Linked DNA regions of Ovis aries: region 2 is linked to region 1. A link is a contact called in public Hi-C data. All regions are on one chromosome and are shown on one strand. The core of a region is the stretch at or near the end of the contact, and the rest is flanking DNA. Distances in the headings are between cores, read along the strand shown.

The links. Hi-C and Micro-C count contacts between places; a contact is called where the count stands out from the background.
Region 2: a contact with region 1 is called in a Hi-C map of hypothalamus, with 8 times the contacts expected there. The contact joins the promoter of NDUFB7 here to the promoter of ZNF333 in region 1. A contact is called at or near these places in 8 of 16 Hi-C or Micro-C datasets (blood, hypothalamus, liver and 3 more).

What each region holds. Positions count from the first base shown.
Region 1 is chr5:9,411,619-9,417,378 of ARS-UI_Ramb_v3.0, forward strand. It overlaps ZNF333 (zinc finger protein 333), which reads right to left and starts at 2,258. Exons shown (of 11, transcript XM_060416262.1): 1 at 2,171-2,258.
Region 2 is chr5:9,545,870-9,551,629 of ARS-UI_Ramb_v3.0, forward strand. NDUFB7 (NADH:ubiquinone oxidoreductase subunit B7) reads left to right here and starts at 2,406. Exons shown (of 3, transcript XM_004008468.6): 1 at 2,406-2,566. The coding sequence starts at 2,455.

The sequences.
Region 1 (5,760 bases), core at 1,008-3,507:
TAAAATCTATCTTCCCAGCTAGACTAAAACCTCCACGGGGCAAGTGCTAAATCTATTTGGGTCACATTGTTTCCCCTGTTCAGGGTCCAGTTCATCGGCCCCCCTCCAATGAAAATGTGCCCAAAATATCAACTCAAGAATAAATCAGTATAGCTAAATTAAAAAGGCACGTGCCTACATACACACACACACAAACCCACCACTACCACCACCACAAAAATAAAAATTATTTTAAATGCCTGATATAAAATCACACCACCAAATCTCAGGTATCTTTAAGAAACACTGATTCTTTCTAAAAAGACACAGTGGGACATGAATTCTCTGAAAAGAAATACCTCACTCATTAAATCAAAATCTGACATTTAATTTTCCTCCAGAATTAATTTCTTCCTCATTTCTTATTAGAAGTGAGTCTTAAATGCAAATCAAAACCACAATGAGGTACCATCTCATGCAGGTCAGAAAGACTGCCATCTACAACCAAAAGTCTACAAATAATAAATGCTGGAGAGGGTGTGGAGAAAACAGAACTCTGTTACACTGTTGGTGGGAATGCAAACTAGTACAGCCACTATGGAGAACAGTGTGGATTCTCTAAAAAACTGAAAATAGAACTGCCATACAACTCAGCAACCCCACTGCTGGGCATACACACCAAGGAAACTAGAATTGAAAGAGACACGTGTACTCCAATGTTCATCGCAGCACTGTTTACAATAGCCAGGACATGGAAGCAACCTAGATGTCCATCAGCAGATGAATGGATAAGAAAGCTATGGTACATATACAAAATGGATTATCCATTAAAAAAAATGCATTTGAGTCAGTTCTAATGAGGTGGATGAAACTGGAGCCTATTATACAGAGTGAAGTAAGTCAGAAAGAAAAACACCAATACAGTATATTAAAACATATATATGGAATTTAGAAAGATGGTAACGATGATGCTATGTGTAAGACACCAAAAGAGACATGGACATAAAGAACAGACTTTAGGACTTTGTGGGAGAAGACGAGGGTGGGATGATTTGAGAGAATGGCATTGAAACATATATATTACCATATGTGAAACAGAGGACCAGTCCAAGTTCAATGCATGAAACAGGGCACTCAAAACTGGTGCACTGGGACAACCCAGAGGGATGGGATGGGGAGGGAAGTGGGGGGGGGTGGGATTGGGGACAGGGGACACGTGTACACCTGTGGCTGATTCATGTCAATGTAGGGCAGTATTGTAAAGTGATTAGCCTCCATTTAAAATAAATTAATTTAAAAAAAGAAGTGAGTCTTAACCTATTATTTAAAAAAGACATTCAATTCACTGCCAACTCAACTTCAGTTCACAGTACTAACAAACCTTATGTTCTTTTTCCTGGCATCGCAAGTTTTGAAGCCTTCTGCTGATTTACAGGCTGGAGCCAACTTGAAAAGAACTAAATAACCTTACTTTTCATTGATGTTAGTAAGACTTGTGACATAAGTGAAAAATAGCTTTTATTAAGACTCCCTTCCTTTGCAGTAAGTAAAACTGATACAAAGTAAAAGTCACAAATTTAAAGCGCTTTTGAAGGAAAGAAGGAAGGAGAAAGAAAACCAAAGGGAAAAGAAAACTAACAGGTCCTAAGCTAAAGAACTGCAAATTATCAGTTGCAAAAAAAAAAAAAAAAATCATCTAATTCATCCTTCGATAGGAAGTACATTCCATTTTTCAAATCCACATGCCAAGTCACTCAAACGAATTTGCACAGGTAGATTCAGCCCTAAATTTCCTTGGGCAGAGCTGGATAATCTGAAACGCAATATGCAACAAAACGTGATTTATTAATTAAAAAATTCTCCTGCATAAAAGAGATACAGTAGGCCTACAAATCCGGAAGGACAAGTGAATGCTGGAGCCAGCTGGTGCACCACTCCTTCGCTGCGGGACCTGGACTATACTTCGTGATTTCCCGCGCAATAAGTGGATGACAGTCCTGTCTCCCCAAACAAGGAGTACCTGAGCGCGACAGACGGGAGAGGGGAAGCTCAGCTGCACAGCCAAGCTCTGCGGTAGCCGCCCCAGCCCCAGGCGCACCGCGGGGAAGAAGTCCCTTGGCCAGCTAGTCCGTTCTAGACTCTGAGACCCCTCCCCGCTCCCGCCGAGCATTCCCGAGGGGATGGGCCGCACCTGCAGACTGGCCGGAGACACTCCCACCGCAAGGCGCCGCGCGGTCCAGCACAGCCACCTCCGTCCGCGGCCGCAGTGCACTTCCGCTTCCGGTGTCAGGGCCCCCAGCAGCGGAAGTGGCCGAGGCACTGGCTCTCAGGGCCAAAGGAGCTGCGGACTGTGGCGGGGAGCTTAACTCCTCCTTTATGACCTTGGAGGAGAAATTCTAGTTTCTTTCCCCCGGTTGGGGGCAAGGTTAAGCTCTGGGGTGGGGTCTGACCGGACCTAGAGGGTGGAGTTAGGGGCGGGGCGTATGCCACATGGTCCGGGCTAGTTGTTATTGTTGTTTGTTCAGTTGCTAAGTCGTGTCCGACTCTGTGACCCCATGGACTGCAGCGCGCCAGGCTTCTCTGTCCTTCACTGTTTTCCAGAGTTTGCACAAATCCATGTCCCAGTCGGTGATGCTATCTAACCATTTCATCCTCTGCCGGCCCTCCTCTTCTTTTGCCCTCAGTCTTTTCCAGCATCGGGGTCTTTTTCCAATGAGTCGGCTCTTCGCATCCGGTGGCCAAAGTATTGACGTTTCAGCAGCAGTCCTTCCAGTGACTATTCTGGGATGAGCTTAAGCCTGTGGAGTGGGGATTGGGGCGGGACCTAGGCTTGGTGGGTGGGGCGGCGCTTCGCTGGCACTTTGGGATGCTCAGTGTTTGACTTTCCTCTCCCCCTTCCTTCCGCCCCCCTCCCCTCGCCTGCCCCGCCCTGCCTTTCTCTTTTGTGTTTGGTTTGGTTTGGGGATTTGGGGGGTTTTGTTGTTTTCTTTTTGGCTTTCTTAGAAGAGAATAGAGTTTTTTAGAACGGGAGAGGATGTAAGAAGGGAGAGCCGACCTTTTTCGCTGGATAGTAGCCAATTGTTTGGGGTTGGGTTTTTTTATGTTTTGATGCTTTATACACAGGAATGATATATTTACAAACTAGTCAGTTGCAACATTAGCCTGTAAAATCAAAAACATTTCTTAATAGGTCTCAAAGGGAAAGGGAACTTTATAATGACACGCTTTCACATTAACCAGTATGACAAATCATAAGAAACTTAACACCGTGTTCAAAGTAAAATATACAGAACAAGCATTTTGAAGTCACCTATTGTGTTTAACTCTCATTAATACTATACTATGTGTACACGTCTCATTATTTCCTCCCAGGTTATCAACCAATGAAGAAAATATTCCTTTGATGCAGAAGCACAAACACGTATTTGTTTTTTAGTTGAGCAAGTTTTATTAAGTCTCATCACTAGAATTTGATATCTAAATGAAACATATATTTGCCTTTTTTTCCCTCCACATTACGAAAGAAAAACAGACTGAAAAAAACTTGTGAAAAAAACCCAAACTATGTATTACAATCACTTAATACCTGTTTTGAATTGTATCATTTCTTCCAAAGCAATTTTGGCTTGCTAGCAAAAATCATTTATTGTTTTTTTTTTACTTTTTTATTGATCTGTAACATACATGTAGAAAATTGCTTTGCAGTGTACCTACAGAAACATACAGGAATATACAGAAATCGACATAGCTCAAAGAATTTTCACAAAGTGAACACACTCAGAATGTTCCCTCATGTCTGTTTCATTTACTGTCTTCTTCCTCAAAGGAAAATCACTATCCTGATTTCTACTACTATAGGTTGGTTGTGTCTATTTTATTATTTTATATAAATAAACACACTGTATAAATTCTTTTTTCTTTGATTTATTTGGCTCAACATCATGTTTGTAAACTTTGTTCATGTTATTGCACGTTGAATAAATAATTCCATACAGTGCAATGTGGTGAAGTCATTAAAGTCTAAGTGGTATATAGGTTACAGTAGCTAATCAAAATATGTCAGTGTTATGAGTTAACTACACAACAACATCTTTATTTTAATCCCCTGGTGTTTATCTATTCCCAAATTTAATCTGTACCATCTGATTTTATTGCCTAGAATTATTTGCATGAAAAAAATATTTTTTTAACAAGTAAAATCAAATTTTGTTAGTGCCATAAACATATTTCTTTCCCCTAACGAGTAAATGATTTGGCAAGATTAACCTCACTTGAAATGTGATAAAACTGAGAGTGAATAAAATCAATCACCTTGACATAAAATCACTGAGCACAGAGAAGGTATTTCTTAACCATTTGTTGGATGGATGAGAAGATGATGGGTGAATGGATGGTTGAGTGGGTAAATGATGCATGGACAGATAGGTGGGTGGGTTACAGTTGGGTGGATGATGCATGGATAGACGGATGGATGGATGATGATAGGTGGAGGGATAAATCAATGTGATGACCAGGTTCCTAAATTCCATTTTAATGCACTTGTTACAAAAATTAGTATCCTTAGACCTGGATTTTCAAGGGCAATAAGAATATATTATCAGATTTTAAATGATGTGAAAGTCGCTCAGTCGTGTCTGACTCTTTACGACCCCAAGGACTGTGGCCCACCAGGCTCCTCCATCCTTGGGATTTTCCAGGCCAGAATACTGGAGTTGGTAACCATTTCCTTCTCCAAGGGAGTTCCCAATCCAAGGATTGAACCCAGGTCTCCCGCATTGCAGGAGGATTCTTTACCATCTGCGCTACCAGGGAAACCCAAAGGAACTCGTTAATATATCTGTAGGATTTTCTTCAGTTCCTTATACCCCAAGATTTAGAACTTTCATACCTCAATCCTGCTTCATAAACCCAGCTGCTTTGAATTTCTTATTCCTTAGTTTCCCCAGAAGATGGCAGTAGGGTGTAAAGACTAAGTGGGCTTCTCTGGTGGCTCAGCCAATAAACAATCTTAAGTATTAACGTCCAAATAGGATTCAACCATCATTATTATCAATAAAATAATATTAATAACAAGGGAGGGTTTTCCCAGGTGGCTCAGTGGTAAATAATCTGTCTGCCAATGCAAGACACATGGGTTCAACCTCTGGGTTGGGAAGATCCCTTAGAGGAGGAAATGGCAACCCACTCCAGTATTCTTGCCTGGAAAACCCCACGGACAGAGGAATCTGGCAGACTGTAGTCCATGGTGGTGGCAAAGAGTCTGATATGACTTAGCGACTGAGCACTTACACAGATAACAAGGGATCTTATTTGCACCCTGCCATAATCCAAGTACAGTATTTCTTTTTTCCAGGCATAAATGTATATTAAAATTTTTACAGTAAATAAACTGACTTCCTTTTTTGGAAGGCAGTCAAATTCTATTTTTTTAGTTCCCTGACAGCTCAGTTAGTAAAGAATCCACCTGCAATGCAGGAGACTCCAGTTCGATTCCTGGGTCGGGAAGATCCTCTGCAGAAGGGATGGGCTACCCACTCCAGTATTCTTGGGCTTCCCTTGTGGCTCAGCTGGTAAATAATCCGCCTGCGATGTGGGAGACCTGGGTTCAATCCCAGGGTTGGAAATATTCCCTGGAGAAGGGAAAGGCTACACCCTCCAGTATTCTGGCCTGGAGAATTCCATGGATTGTATAGTCCATGGAAAGTTATGACCAACCTAGATAGCATATTCAAAAACAGAGACATTACTTTGCCAACTAAGGTCCGTCTAGTCAAGGCTATG
Region 2 (5,760 bases), core at 1,156-3,655, 130 kb after region 1:
CAAACACAAAGTAAATTTACTGAAGGATGCATGATGCCGCTGTCACCTGAGACCTTGCAAAGGAACCTGCATAGAACAACCAAAACTCTAAATATGACATCTGTGGGAATTCCCTGATGGTCCAGTAGTTAAGACTCTGTGCTTCCACTGCATGGGACACAGGTTCGATCCCTGGTCAAGGAACTAAGACCCTGCATGCCTCGGTGTGGCCACGAAACAAAACAAACAAACAAAAAGCACATGACGTGTCTTGGTATCAATGTCACTCAGGCCCCAGGAGGGCCCTCTTGGGTGTGAGTGGGGGTGTACATCTGCCAATGCTGGAAACAGGCTGCTTAGGAATGTGAGGCGGATTTAGGCATTAGACAAGTTTAGGTGTTAAGTTTCTTGATGGCTCAGTTGGTAGAGAATCTGCCTGCAATGCAAGAGCAGTGGGTTTGATCCCGGGTCAGGAAGATGCCCTGGTAAAGGAAGATGCAACCCACTCTAGTATTCTTGCCTGGAGAATCCCAGGACCAGAGGCGCCTGGTGGGCTACAGTCCATGGGGTTGCAAGAGTCAGACATGACTTAGCAACTAAACCAACGAATCAAGTTTAGGTAAGAGAAAAGACAAATGATTGTGTGTCTCCATGTCCTAAGGCTGCCATAACAAGGTACCACAAAGCAGGTGACTTAAAACAAGAAAAAAGTATAGTCGCACAGTTCTGGAGGCTGAAAGTCCAAAACAAGGTGTGAGCAGGGCCGTGCTCACTCCCAAGGCCCCGGGGGACGAGCCTTCGCGGCGTGGGATGCTTGGTGTCCCAGCCTCTGCCTCCAGCATCACACGATGTCCCGGGTGTGTGTCTGCTCCCACATTTCACTCTTAGGGCTTCCCTGGTGGCTCAGTAGGAAAGAATCCCCCTGTCAAACAGGAGACGTGGGTTCGATCCCTGGTCCAGGAAGATCCCACATGCTGAGGAACAATGAAGCCCACATGCCACAACTACTGAACCTGTGCTCCAGAGGCTTAGAGCTGCAACTACTGAAGCCCGTGCCCCCTACAGCCTGTGCTCTGAAACGAGAGAAGCCACTGCAGTGAGAAGTCGGTGCGCCACAACTGCTGCAACTAGAGAAAAGGCCCGCAGCAAGGAAGACCCTGCACAGCCAGAAATAAATACATAAACTTGCAGTTTAAAACATTTCCCTTTCATAAGAAGGGCGCCAGTCATTAGATTAGGACCCACCCGAGTCTGTCATGACCACATCTTAACTTGATTACATCTGCAAAACTCTGTTTTCAAGTAAGATCACATCCGCAGCTTCCCCCATGGTTAAGACTTCAACATATATTTTGGCGGGAGGTGGGGGATCAGAGGGTGGAAGATAGTTCAACCCACAGCACCTTGTCAAATGAAATGTAATCTTGCACGGCCAAGTATCATTTCCCAACACTGACAAGCATCCAGTGAAAATTTTTTCTTTTGTGTTCCAATCCTGCACTGAGAGTCCAGAGATAGTAACAAATTAACACATCATTTGCATTTGTTACAGCTGCACATGGAGGCAGTATTTGGCCAAGAAGTATTAAGCAATACGTATATGTGTGTGTGTATATATATATAATATATATACAAAAAATATATGTGTGTATATTTAAAATACTTTTAAATATACACACATATAGAAGCGCTAACCTAACAGATGTGAAATGCAATACCAATTCTTTACAGTGGCAAGTAGAGGAATACTAGAATCACAACTTGCTTCATTTTTACAAAGTATTTAGTAGGATTTATTTAAAAGCTCAGTTTAATAGGAACTTCCCTGATGGTCCAGTGGCTAAGATTCTGTGTTCCCAATGCAGGGGCCCTGGGTTTGTTCCATGGTCAGGGAACTAGATCCCACATGCTGCAACTAGGACCTGGCACAGCCAAATAAATAAAAGTATTTTTTTAAAAAACTCAGTTTATAGTGTATTGATAAATAACTTTTATTTGCTTATTTAAATTAAAATATTTAAGTAATTTTATTTAAACCTTTTATATTCACTAATTATATCATCAGCAACTGTGCAAGCGCTTATGAAAACTTTGAATGTTTTAGAATAGAACTTTTTAAAATTATGATATAAAATATATTTTTCCTTTGTACTCTAGCTGCAGTAGACCAGTGGAGCCCAGGGAGGGTGAGAGGAGACCCCAGGCTCCTGTCGTCCACCCTCCCCCAGCCCAGATATATTTTCCGAGGCAGGGAGGCTCCCTCTGGCGGTAGCCAGAGTAGGGGGTGAGCGCCTTGCTGTCCCCTCCCGGCCGCTAGGAGGCCCCAGAGTTACCTGAACTCCTTTGGAGTCATTCATCTCTACGATCCCTGCGGCGGTGCAAGCAACCCGGAAGCCATAGCTGGCCTAGGGGGAATGCTTCCGGGTAGGAATTAGGTGACCCCGGCTACCGCTGGAACCTGCGGTGACAGCAGCCATGGGGGCTCACCTGGCCCGGAGATACCTGGGCGATGCCTCGGTGGAGCCCGAACCCCTGCGGATGCCCACTTTCCCGCCCGACTACGGCTTCCCCGAGCGCAAGGAACGCGGTGAGGCCCAGTGCGCAGGAGCGGCCGGCGGGAGTGGGGCACGGGTGCGGGAACCCCTGAACCTCGGAGTCTCCACTGCTGGGCTCGAGCATCGTGCGCTGTGTCTGGGTTCAGCCCTGACCTCGGCCCGGAGGAATTCAGAGGACGTTCGTGACCTTGCCGGAGTGTGGAGGCATTGCAGGCAGAGGGTCTTTTTATTTGAACAAAAAGCGTAGGGGGCAAGAGAGCAGTGATGCGGGGCTAATGAGGCGATGGAACCTGGGCTTAGTCCTGGATTGAGTGGGAAGCTATGGCAGAGTTTATCACGGAAGAGATGTGCTCACTGTACCTCTGGGTAGATGCCACTGCTCTTGTTAGGTACGCCCGGGAAAACACAAGCGGGGGGCGGGGGGGACTCACGCCGCACAAGCTCTCCTGCACTTTGCCTGTTTTAACGAGTTAATATCACAGACATACTGAGCGCCAATCCTGGACCGAGCCAGTTTGGGCACCGAGGATACAGCAGGCACTGACTAAAGAGAACTCACTGTCGTGTAGGGGAGACCGTGGAACCTGGCGGGGCTTCATGATGTTGCCTGGGAGTATCAAGGCGGGCTTCCAGGGGGTTATAACTGGAAATGAGACGTGAGGGGGTTGCAGAAGAGCTGACCACACCCAGACTAAGGAGAGGGGCTCTCCCCTTAGTGCTTCTAAGTTGAGGAGCCACGCGACCAGATTTGCTTTGTCAAAAGGTCACGTTGTTAGCTGCCGGGTGGGCGATGACTTGGGAGACAGAGATACCCCTAAGGGAACGGGGGTGGTGCAGAGAGGTTTGGATTTAGGGCAACGTTGAAGGGTACACTCCTCTAGTGTCTCGATTCCTGGTAGTCCCTTCAGGCCCACCGGAACCTGTAGTCCATCAGTACGCCCACCTCCATGTCAGTCTTTCCCACTGCTCCATACACCCTTCTTTTCCCTTAGTGTTTTGCAGACACCCAGAGCCACCCCCACCCTGCCCCCTCTCTCTGGCTTAACAAGAGCCCTGGATAAGGCCAGCTCTCCTTGGCTCCTGTCCCTGTGCAGCTGAACATCATGGGAGAAAAACACTCATTCTCCCTGACTGGTCTCATGATTGCTCCGCGACTCGTCCCCTCATACTGCTGGTTTTCTTGTCACATTCCCTGGCCTTTGCTCTCTCTCGCTCCTCCCTTGACCACAGTGTCAGGCCATCTCTCTCAGACTCCAGCATCTCCTTTCAGCTTGTCACTTGACATCTTCTTGAGAAAACAGATGCAGGGACTTCTCTGACATGCCAGCAGTTAAGACTCTGCACTTCTAATGCAGGGAACGAAGGTTCAGTCCCTGGTTGGGGAACTAAGATCCCACATGCCACAAGGCATAGCCAAAAGATTTTAAAACAGATGCAGCCAAAACTCTCGGGCTCCCTTCATCCCTGCTTCCTGCTGGACCCCACCTTCTCTCCCGTTACTCAACCTGCCCTTGCTTCAGCTAAACCTCTGCTCCAGTTGAACTCTCTGATGCCCTTCATCCCATCCTCTCACCCACCCAAGCACTGTCCCAAGCAGTCTCTCCTCATTGGACATTGGTTTTCCCATCAGCATGCAAATACACTTATTTCTGCTGTTTTTAAAATATTCTCCTGCTCCGCCTCCCCATCCAGCTGTCTCCCCCCACTTCACTGACAGGGCTCTGGTCAGGCTTCCTCCCCACCTCCACTCTGCTGTGTTGCAAAACCCCATTGTCAGATTCTTAGTTTTAACTCCATTACAGCGGCAGCAGACACAGCCCTTCCTGGGGGCTCCTCTTCCCATGGTTCCAAGATCCAACAACTCCCTCCCAACTCCCTGCCTTGTAAATGCCCAGTGTTAATCCACACTGCCTTCTGTCTCCACTCTCTCTCACCCCACCTTGGGGGTCTTTGTTCATCCCCTGGTTTCAAAGGGCTTTTGTGAGCCAGGGCTGGAGGTTTTGCTTTGTTTTTAATTGGAGGATAATTGCTTTACAGTGTTGGTTTCTGCTGTACAACGTGAATCAGCCATAAGCGTACCTATGTCCAGGCAACCCAGATGGCACTGGTGGTAAAGAACCTGCCTGCCAACGCAGGAGACATGAGAGAAATGGGTTACTACCAATCCCTGGGAAGATCCCCTGGAAGAGGGCATGGCAGCCGACTCCCGTATTCTTGCATGGAGAATCCCATGGACAGAGGAGTCCTTGGGGTCACAATCAGACACACCTGGGCATGCCGGCACACGTGCAATACTGAGCACTGCCGAGCATCTTACAACATTTCGCTCTACCTGTTTGTTCAGTGTGTCCCTCCCAGAGCAGGGACCCATTCTTGCATAGCATGTTCCCCTGTGGGTCCCCAGCACCTAGCACCCAGTGGGTGCTCCAGAAATTCTGGCTGCTGGCCGATTATGCCGAAGCATCTGGTATGAGCGGCAGCACACTGACATGGAAACCGTCCAGGGCTGCAGATGGACACAAGGCCTGGGGCTCAGACGAGTTGAGGGTGGAGGGCCCAAGATGGGGTCTAGGTTACAGATTGGAGACCAAAGCCACAAATTAGAATGAGCAGAGAGCTCTTAGCAGGAACCACCAGAAGCCATCGCTTCAGGTTTGGGCAGAAAATGTATGGACAGCCATAGAGATGGGAGGAAACCTGGGGAGAGTATGGTGGAGATGAGGGCCATGGGAAAAGAATGTTCAAGAAAGAAGCAAGAGGCTGAGGAAGCACGGTGCCCTGGGGTCCCGAGTGGCTCTGGAAAGAGCCAGCATGTGGGCATTGCTGGGGTGGGGTGTGGACAGTGGTGAGTTGCAGACCCTGGGCCAGAGTGAGACAGAAACTCAGCTGGGAAGCAGAGAGGAGAGGAGCCAGTGGAAGTGGATTGCAGGTAAGCAAGTAAGTGGATTGAAGAAGGCGATGGCACCCCACTCCAGTGCTCTTGCCTGGAAAATCCCAGGGACGGAGGAGCCTGGTAGGCTGCAGTCCATGGGGTCGCAAAGAGTCGGACACAACTGAGTGACTTCACTTTCACTTTTATGCACTGGAGAAGGAAATGGCAACCCACTCCAGTGTTCTTGCCTGGAAATCCCAGGGACAGGGCAGCCTGGTGGGCTGCCGTCTTTGGGGTTGCACAGAGTCAGACACAACTGAAGCGACTTAGCAGCAGCAGCAACAATAAACACTT